Linked DNA regions of Hordeum vulgare: region 1 is linked to region 2. A link is a contact called in public Hi-C data. All regions are on one chromosome and are shown on one strand. Each heading gives the region's core, a stretch centred on a gene start, on an enhancer-like site or on the middle of the called end of the contact. The rest is flanking DNA. Distances are from core to core; before and after follow the strand shown.

Region 1 (4,961 bases), core at 849-3,348, 230 kb after region 2:
TATTAACATTTCCCGTCAGGATATTGTTGGGCAATTCGCTTGGCGATAGGTCCATGATGTATCCAGGAAAAAGGGATACTTAAGCTATATAAACGTAGACACCCTACAAAAGATTAACATGCGCTTGACTCAAACATAATACTATCAAATCTTATACGCTGACGAGGGTGAGAAACTAAGAATCATGGCATCAAGTCGTGTACGCAGAGCCGAAATCATTTATCATAAGTGGTTTATCCTCTTTTTTCTAGGTTCACTTTACAATTATTCAACTTTGATGTGCTGAAATTTCTTTTATAATCTGTTGTAGATAAACTTTGAAATAGAAAATGGTTAGCCAAATGTTAAAATGAGCATCAACTCATTAGAAAAATATAATACTACCATGTTCCTCATAGTGCAAAATATTATCCATGTGAACATGGGGAAATACAAATCTGACATCGGTCCAAATGTGGCCAAAATTCTGGTGCCACCCATGCTACATCGAGATTTTTGTGCATGTTGAGGGTTGTCCTATTTACAACTTATTGAAGTTACATATAAGTTATATCGATGAAATTTATATGTATTTTAGACTGTAGACTGCTAGTTGATTTTGATAAAAAAAAACACAAGATTTCTACTGGAAGTTAAAAGATAATGATCCAAAAACAAAATTGTAAAGCTATTCTTTTAAATGACAACGCCCAAAGAAGCCAACCTGAATGGTCTGGATTTGTTGATGAGTAGGTTTGAAATTTACTTCTCATGAATGTGATCACATCCACCACACGGCATACCACATATAAATCTATCTGGAAAGGCATCACGACCGGCTTATCGCTTCACGTAACATTTGTCGTTTTCGTTGCCTTTTTAACTAAAAATTGTTTGCATACACTTATGGCAACAAGTGTAGTCGTGACCATATATGCTTCAATGCACATCGTTTTTTTTAATCAAATTGTGCAAGTTTGATAGTTTTTGGTCGATGCATCTTAGCTTAATAGCATACAAGAAAATAGCGCCCCCTTTATTATCATCTCTCATGGTGTTGCTTTCTTCATAATCACTCCATGTGCCACTCTCTTACATAACACTCACGACAAATAATCTTTTCATAACCCTCAAGGATATCCCGGTAAGACAAAGTTTGATATTTCATTCGTCTGACTTGATTATTAATATATATTTTCAACTTTGTTCAACAATTTCATATTGTACCACAAGATTTTGCATATATTTTCACAAACATATGCAATTATATGTCATCTACAAGAGTTGAGTTAGTTGTCTAGAATTCTTTTCGAAGGAAGTTGGTTATTTCTTCCCCGTTATCCAGTGGCGGGGCTTCATGTGTACCTACGTGGCCCTCTCCCCCCAAGCTCATAGGAATATGTCCATTTCATAATGTAGTGCATGCAATTTTTTGTTAAAGTCAAACCTCACAAATTTTGATCAAGTTTGTGAAGAAAAATATTTTCATTTAAAATGTCAAACATATATCATTAGATTCATCGTAAGATGTAATTTTATATTTTTACATATTTGTTGTTGTAGATACACATAATTTTCTCCATAAACTTGATTAAAGTTTGTAAAATTTGACTTTAAAAAAATTCTACGTGCACTACATTATTGAATGGAGGGAATATATTAAGGTGGTGCCACTATAGAAGAGTTTAATCCCGGTCTCGCCACCTAAGTTGCATAATGATAAACTGTAGAAAAAGTAGTATCATGATTAAAGATGAATAAATCGAAAGTTCTCACATAAAATATTTTGAATAATGTCATTCATAAAAATAAAATACTCGCTCCGATATATTATTACCTATTTTGGATTTGTATACGTACGGATATATCTAACATTAAATGTGTTTAAACATGTTTAATTATATTTGTATCTAGATAAATCTAAGACAAATAATATGAATGGGGAAGGTACTTCTAATATCATGCGTGTGCAATTTCTGTGATGGTGTATGGAGCAAGACGAGGACAGGCGATATCCGGCAATCATGACAAAAATTTCCATTGATGTTCGACGCCTGGCATACGCTGTGAGGCTTCAAAAATATCAAGTGCATATATAGAAACCAGCCTGCGCGGAGCCCTAAAGGAGCACAAACGAAGCAGCAAAAAAAGGCAGGAAACTATTCCTCTCTGGATTGCGGAAACAAATCACGGAAACCTAGAAAGAAATCGTCTACCCGTTTTTTTCTCATTCTTTCTGCCCCCAAAAAACAGGCTCCGGATCCGAAACTCCCATCCAGCTGCCAAAAACACCCCTCCCCCCTCCCCTCCCTTCCTTCCTCCAGCTTCTCCTACTCGATCGAAGCCGAGCAGCGGCGCCTGACACGGAGAACAGGGGCGACCGGAGCCCTTCTCCCCCGCCTCCGCCCCTCCGGTGAGATACCCTCCTCATTTTCCCGATCGTCTCCGGCCTCCCCGCTTCTCCTCCCGCCGCCGCCGCCAAAATCGCGGCCTCGCCCCATTGCGCCGCGGTTCTCCTCCTCCCCACAGGACGGCGCGGTTGGTTCCCGGGACGGACTCCTCGAGCGTGGGCTCCTCCCCACGCCCCTTCAAATTATTCTTGTGGAACTGAACCCACACGCCCCACGTTAAGGCCCGCCCGCCCGCCCCTGCAGCTCTGCGGCGGGTTCATGCCTGGATTACTCGCGGGTTTGTTTGGTAGTAGTAGGTTAGTTACCCATCTGCGAGAGTTGGGTACCTTGTCATTCAGTGGACGACAATTCACGTGGAAAGTTTCAGTACCTTGATGTAACCTGCACGGGGCCCCGAAGCCCATCCCCCCTCTAGTTGCAAGGTCCCTCTCCTGTCTGTCCCGTAATAGAGTTCGGCTGCAAGGTCCATGTACTGCCTGTCCCTTGTTAGCTGTGCTCGTGTCGTCCCTCACCTGTGCGCAAAGGATTACCAGTAGACTAGTTAACTGTGTCCTGTCTGTCTCTTGATAGATTTCAGTTGCACAATTGTCGGGACGGTGAGAAATTCAGCAATCCCAGAGACGTGATGATTTCAGTTACAGTTCCTTTATTATGTTCTGGTACACAACATTTCTTTCAGCATCTCATTGTTGACTCTTGATACTTAAGGTTCTTTGTTGCAGGTTAAAGTTGTCTTGGAGACTTCTTTTGAATGGAGCGTAGTGATTCCCTGTCCGAGTCGCCAAGGAAGCGGAATGGCCTTCTGCGAGACCAGGTGCAGCTGGTGAAAAGGAAGGACACAAGCCGCTATGAGATCGTCCCCTTTCCAGAGCCACTGTCTTTTGAGAAAGGCTTCTTTGTCATGATCCGCGCCATCCAGCTCCTGGTGCAGAACAATGAAGGGATAATATTTGTGGGAGTTGCTGGCCCCTCTGGGGCTGGTAAGACGGTGTTTACCGAGAAGGTCCTCAATTTCATGCCCAGTGTTGCTGTGATATCAATGGACAACTACAATGATGCAAGTCGCATAGTTGATGGCAATTTTGATGGTAACCCAACTTATCTGGATGACTACTTCTTTTATAATAGCAAGATTCATGTAATAAGAAATATGTATAATTTACAGTACATAATCTGTGCATTATCTTATGGTTCTTTACCTGGAACCACATGTCTCTGCAGTAACAATAACTTAACTATTGCATATGATTTAATATAATGGAAGCATTAGTAAGTTTTTGCAAAACTGTATTCATCGAGGCAGTGGTGGTGCTAAGTGCTAACTAGAGTAACTGATGTTTGTATTTGTAATTTTTTGTCAGATCCACGTCTAACAGACTATGACACACTGTTGGAAAATATTCATGGTCTGAAGGAAGGAAGGTCCGTTCAGGTTCCAATATATGATTTCAAGACGAGTTGCCGGACTGGATACAGGTAGAAACATTCTTGCATCATCATTTGCCATCGTTACATTATTGCACTAGATTTTTCTTGCCACACTTGCCTTACTTGAGGTGCTCAAAAAGTTTGCCATCTTTACAATAAATTAACCTAAGGGCATGTTTGGTTGGTGACTAACTTTCCCACATGTTGCCACAACACTTGCATTACTTGAAATGCTCAAATTCTTAGCCACATTTTGGCTTGCCTTAGGGAATCTTGCCGCACTTTTTGTGTGTATGACATGTGGGGCTTATTGCTCACCAAAGGAATGTTCTGTTAGGTGTAGCTAGAACCAAATACACACCTAACTTGGTCAAGCTTGCCTAACTTGAGGTCTGACAAAGTGTGGCTAGGAACCAAACAGCCCATTATGCTCATATTTCACCATGATTAATCTTATCTAACTATATTTTTTTCTTATGGCCAACAGAACAGTTGATGTCCCTAGCTCCAGGATTGTTATTATTGAAGGTATATATGCACTGAGTGATAAGTTACGGCCAATACTGGATCTGCGTGTTTCTGTCACTGGTGGTGTTCATTTTGACCTGGTGAAGAGAGTCCTAAGGGACATACAACGAGCTGGCCAGGAGCCTGAGGAAATAATCCACCAGATCTCAGAAACGGTTGCTTGACCTTTTGAACTTGAATCTATATCTGCTCTTTCCTTGTGTTTTCTTGCTTCCATAAAAGGTCATTATAGAAAAGCCCACCAGCGGTTTATGGGTTTATATATGCATGCGTAGTATTTTCTTCAGCCATGCCAATGGTTTAACATGTTGGAAGATGGTACTTTCAGGTTTATCCAATGTACAAGGCTTTCATTGAGCCGGATTTGAAGACAGCGCACATACGAATTATCAACAAGTTCAACCCTTTCTCAGGGTTCCAGAATCCTATGTACATCCTGAAGGTAAGTCTTCCTTAATTATTTACAATCCTTTTGTCATCCATGTCAAAGTAAATTGGATTTTCTGGTTACAAGATGGCTGAGTGCGGATTTCTTCAGAAATGCCATAGCTTTAATAAGAAATAAGTATCTTGTGGTTTAGCAAGATGACCTGACTCTTGGATGTCTACTGTCAG
Region 2 (4,423 bases), core at 1,711-4,210:
CTCTGGAAGTCCGTCGGTGATGCATATATACTATCCACATCATCAAATCCTTTTGAATTGGCAACAAAGATAAATCAGAAATACATCAGGCAGACAAAAAAACTATGATCCAGATTATGTAATGTTTAAGCAAATACTCGGTACTCCATAGTGTACTGTTTCATGATAAACTGGGAGAAAATGATACTACAGATGCATGTGACATGAGCCTACAAGAAGTCATTTACTGATCAGAATTCAGGCTGAACATCCACATTAAATGGTCCCTGAGCCTGACAGTGCATCTTAAGGCAGGATTCCTATAGAAACAATTTGTTATTAACTACTCCCTCCGTTCCTAAATATATGTCTTTTTAGAGGTTCTATTAGGGGACTACATGCGGATGTATATAAACATACTTTAGAGTGTAGATTCACTCAGTTTGCTTCGTATGTAGTCCCGTAATGAAATCTCTAAAAAGACTTATATTTAGAAACGGAGGGAGTATACCATATTATAACATAAAGCACTAGCACCGACTGAGTTAGTTTACTACCCAGATATCTTACAGGCAAGGAGCTATTTCAAGGAGCAAGAAGAAGTGACAAAAAGGAGACAAAGAGGAAAAGCAATTGAAGTGGCATCAAGAGAAGTGTTCCCTAAGCTTTCTTGGTCATTCTCTACTGAATTTCGAGTATCAGCTGAAGTGCCTTTTAGTCCAAATATCGCAAGAACAGAACAAAGATTCAGGTCAACTCACTGGAAAGCACAAAAGCTATTTTGTCGCATACACTAGTTCAAGTGGCATAGCAAACATGGAGAAAAACAAGCATGCAAAAGTTAGTAAACAACTCGATGGACAGCCAACTCATGTGGATACTTATTACGTACTTAATACCCTGCAGTTGCTATTAACGGCACAATGAGCCTTTACCTTCGTCCGGCCATTCCAGGGGAATCAAAAGGACTATACTGCCATGTTAATTCATGAAAATCTTTGCAAAGTAAAATTAAACAGCTTTATTTTTTGGAGCACTTTCTCTCTGCTCGTCCACTATAAAATTGATGGGCAACTCTTCTTTCTTGTAAATAATTTTGAATATTTTGAGTGGACTTAGGACAAATTATTCCCAGAATTTTGCTGGAGGTATGCCCCCAAGGGCATGACAAGAAAAACTTTAGTGCCGACAGAAAAATAAAGTCATTTATTCCTGAAGAACGGTTGAATGAAGCAAATAGCACTTTGTGCAGTTATAACAGCAAGACAAGAGGAAACTCTTCCACCCCAAAATGGCCTAAATAGGATACTATACACAAACAGGTAGTACGAGCAAAATATTGCTGCAAGAGCATCATTTCTGCAAACACCAGAAACAAGGTGTTGCAGAAAATAGTAGAGCAGCAAAAACAGCTGAGGAGTGGTAGATTATGGGTGCAAAGCCTTAGAAAAGGTGCAAGACGTAGATGTTCCATAATGCCTTGCCTTCCCTCTGAACCACCAATTACCACTCCGCCCAGATGTTTTATTAAATTAAGTGGTATAAAATAGTTGTCAGTAAAATACCAAATTGTCATAATCGATGTGATCCCACCCCATTTATAGCATAGCATGGTTAAGCAATATAACTACATCACTGGCGACAAGGAATAGGGTGAAGACGAAGTGAGCCCAACTGGGGCGCATCAATCAAATGACATGCTCTTCTAAACTGTGCAGTATGCCTTGCATTTAAAAATACACTGTGTAGTGCCACCAAATGCGTTTATTAAGTTTAGAGGATATAAAACTTCTGCAATCTGCATTTACACAAATTACAAAGCACTAGTATCACACCAGTTATGTAAAAAAAAAAGCATGCAGTACCCTCTATCCAGAAACAGCAAAAAATACATAACCAGCAACCCAGCAAATTACAAAGCACCAGTATCACACCAGTTATGTAAATAAAGAAGGCAGTGCAGTACCCTCTATCCAGAAACAGCAAAAAATACATAACCAGCAGTCCAGTTCAGTACATTATTAACAGTAGACAACAGGTAAGGAAATCAGAGCCACTTGGTATACCGACCGCTTCTGATCATGGAATTTGTAGTGGTACACTTAAATTCAGATGCCACAACTACCAACAAGGCAAGAACTACCAGTTAGTATGAGTAGCCTACTTCAATTGTACTCCCTCTGTAAGCTTTTATAAAACGTCTTATAAAAGCTTAGAGAGGGAGTACATACCATTTACTAACCCTGAAACAGAACAAGCTCCTTATATATGCAAACCAAAAAGGATGCTACGATGCATCAGAAGTATGCAATCTGCCTCTTCTGCCCTGAGTTCCATACAGTAGTACGATTCAAACCAAAACACTACCAGTCTACACAGGTCGCAGCAGTAGAAGCATCCCGTGTACATGAACAGTGGGATTGCAGTAAGGATAACATGGATCAATGCTAAGAATTCGTAATGCGTTTGATATGAAACCACTAGGGCGTGCAACAAACAGCTACACTGTGATCGGAGAAGAGTCACCGCCCACATCGCGACGGCATCGCATACCAAGGCCACACCACCACCACCACCACCACCACCACCCTGCGCCGACCGAGAGGGGACCGGCGCATTTCGTCGAGCACCCCAAGCACGCAGCAAGCAAGCAAATCCACCCATGGGGCATTTCACGGGGCGCACGAGAGGGGCGCGCGGCTGCACGTACCGTCCTCGTCGGGGACCTGGACGTGGAGGAAGAGGAGGTGGAAGCCGTCGGTGTTGGAGCGGACGAGCTTGGAGAGCATCCAGTCGAAGGCGGAGCGGCAGCTGATGGAGGGGTGCGGGTACCCCTTGAGCGACGACTCGTTCACCGCCATCATCACCCGCGTCGGCGCCGACGAATCCGCCATTCGCGCACGCCCTCGCTCGCTGTTTGCTTCCTTGGCAAGAAGAAGGGGAAGAGGAGTTTTGGGGAAATTTTGAGGAGGACAAAAAGCAATCTACGCTTTCCTTCTTCATTTATACTGGCGGGTCCAGTCATTTTCACCCTTTTTTGCTATGGCCACATGAGAATAGGTTCATCATCGAGGCCCAAAAGCCCCTCGATCTTGGAATATCCGTGTGAATTTCCGTTACTAGCTTGAATGGAATTGTGTTGGCCAATCAGTTTAAGATAACTGCTCTCTTTGTAAAATTTACAAAACTCACTCTTGAGAAAATGTTTTCATCATTTGTACTACATCCGTTCCATAACATAAAAAACGTTTTTAACACTAGCGCCATACATAACGGGGCCCCACTTTGTTGGGTAGTCATTGTTGCCCCGTTCTTATTCTGTTTTATATAAAGACACCTTCAATACAAAACTCTAAAACAGAAATTGTATTCGCATGTGGATAATGATACGGGAGTTGGCCATTTAACCATGTCCGCTTACATTTCTAAGCAAATTGAACAAAGCGGATGAATTCCATGTAGATTGAATTATTTGTATTTAAACCGGTTCAAATCCATTACATTTTTGGCACACTTCAACTAAATAAAAGTGGTCGGGACTTATTAACCCAATCTAAAGGATCACCTGTCGTGACGGAGTCTCGGTTCCACAACATGTCTTTTCCATGTCCGGCAAGCTCACAGGTCCGAGAAGTAAAGCAGCGGTAGGGAAAGAATAGGAGTGACCTTCCTATGATCCAGCGGCGGAGGACCTGATAGGGCAAGGCCTGACGGCCACCCTACCTTGATTTGAACGGTGCATGCTGGGAGCAAGGCGACACATCGGCGTGACGGTGATGTCCATGGCTAGTGACCACAACACACTCTACCTTATCTTTTATCCGTCCTCCTCCACTGCTAGGACCCATATCATGATGGCGTCCCATGTGCTACTCTTCATCGCTCGAGTCCGTCGTGTCAAACGTGGACGGGTCGATCTCGTGGTCATAGCAGCATGGTGTAAACCACGGTGGCGGCATGACAGATGTGGAAATGGCGCCGTATGCGGCTACCTGTGCATCCTCTTCAGTCACATTCGTGTTGATCTTCAAAAATGACGTCCCTCTTCGCCCGTAGGACACGCAACCGCCATCGCTCGCAGAGGATCTTGTGGGCGCTGCACATGGCTTGGTACAACACCTACTGCTCATCCAAAAAGCTCGGATCCTCCATGACCATGATCATGACGACATCGTTGTTCACCTGCTCGTCGCCGCTCGGGTCCCAAGAATGCCGCCGTTCCTTCCCCTCCGTTGAAGTCAAGATTGGTGGGCTCAACATCGTCGGTTGATTAGCCGCTTGGTGACGACGTGGAGGTGGACAAGTTCACTTTTCGGGGATCTGTAGACGGAAGTTACAGACGGGTTTGGACAGTGCCGAGGCAGAACTGAAGAAGGCGAAGGCAAGAGCCGAAACTTAAGTTCTCGAGGCTCATGGCCGGACACGGGCACCGGCGATCATTTAA

What was found. A called contact is a pair of places that touch in the nucleus more often than the background predicts.
Region 1: a contact with region 2 is called in a Hi-C map of seedling, with 6 times the contacts expected there. The contact joins the promoter of LOC123402281 here to the promoter of LOC123401731 in region 2. A contact is called at or near these places in 4 of 6 Hi-C or Micro-C datasets (leaf and seedling) and 1 of 1 datasets of contacts at active chromatin or transcription factors (embryo).

What each region holds. Positions count from the first base shown.
Region 1 is chr6H:465,732,510-465,737,470 of MorexV3_pseudomolecules_assembly, forward strand. It overlaps LOC123402281 (inorganic pyrophosphatase TTM1-like), which reads left to right and starts at 2,099. Exons shown (of 12, transcript XM_045096183.1): 1 at 2,099-2,392; 2 at 3,099-3,478; 3 at 3,752-3,866; 4 at 4,306-4,501; 5 at 4,675-4,788. The coding sequence starts at 3,142.
Region 2 is chr6H:465,505,007-465,509,429 of MorexV3_pseudomolecules_assembly, forward strand. LOC123401731 (universal stress protein A-like protein) reads right to left here and starts at 2,961. Exons shown (of 4, transcript XM_045095586.1): 1 at 2,690-2,961; 2 at 1-49. The coding sequence starts at 2,873.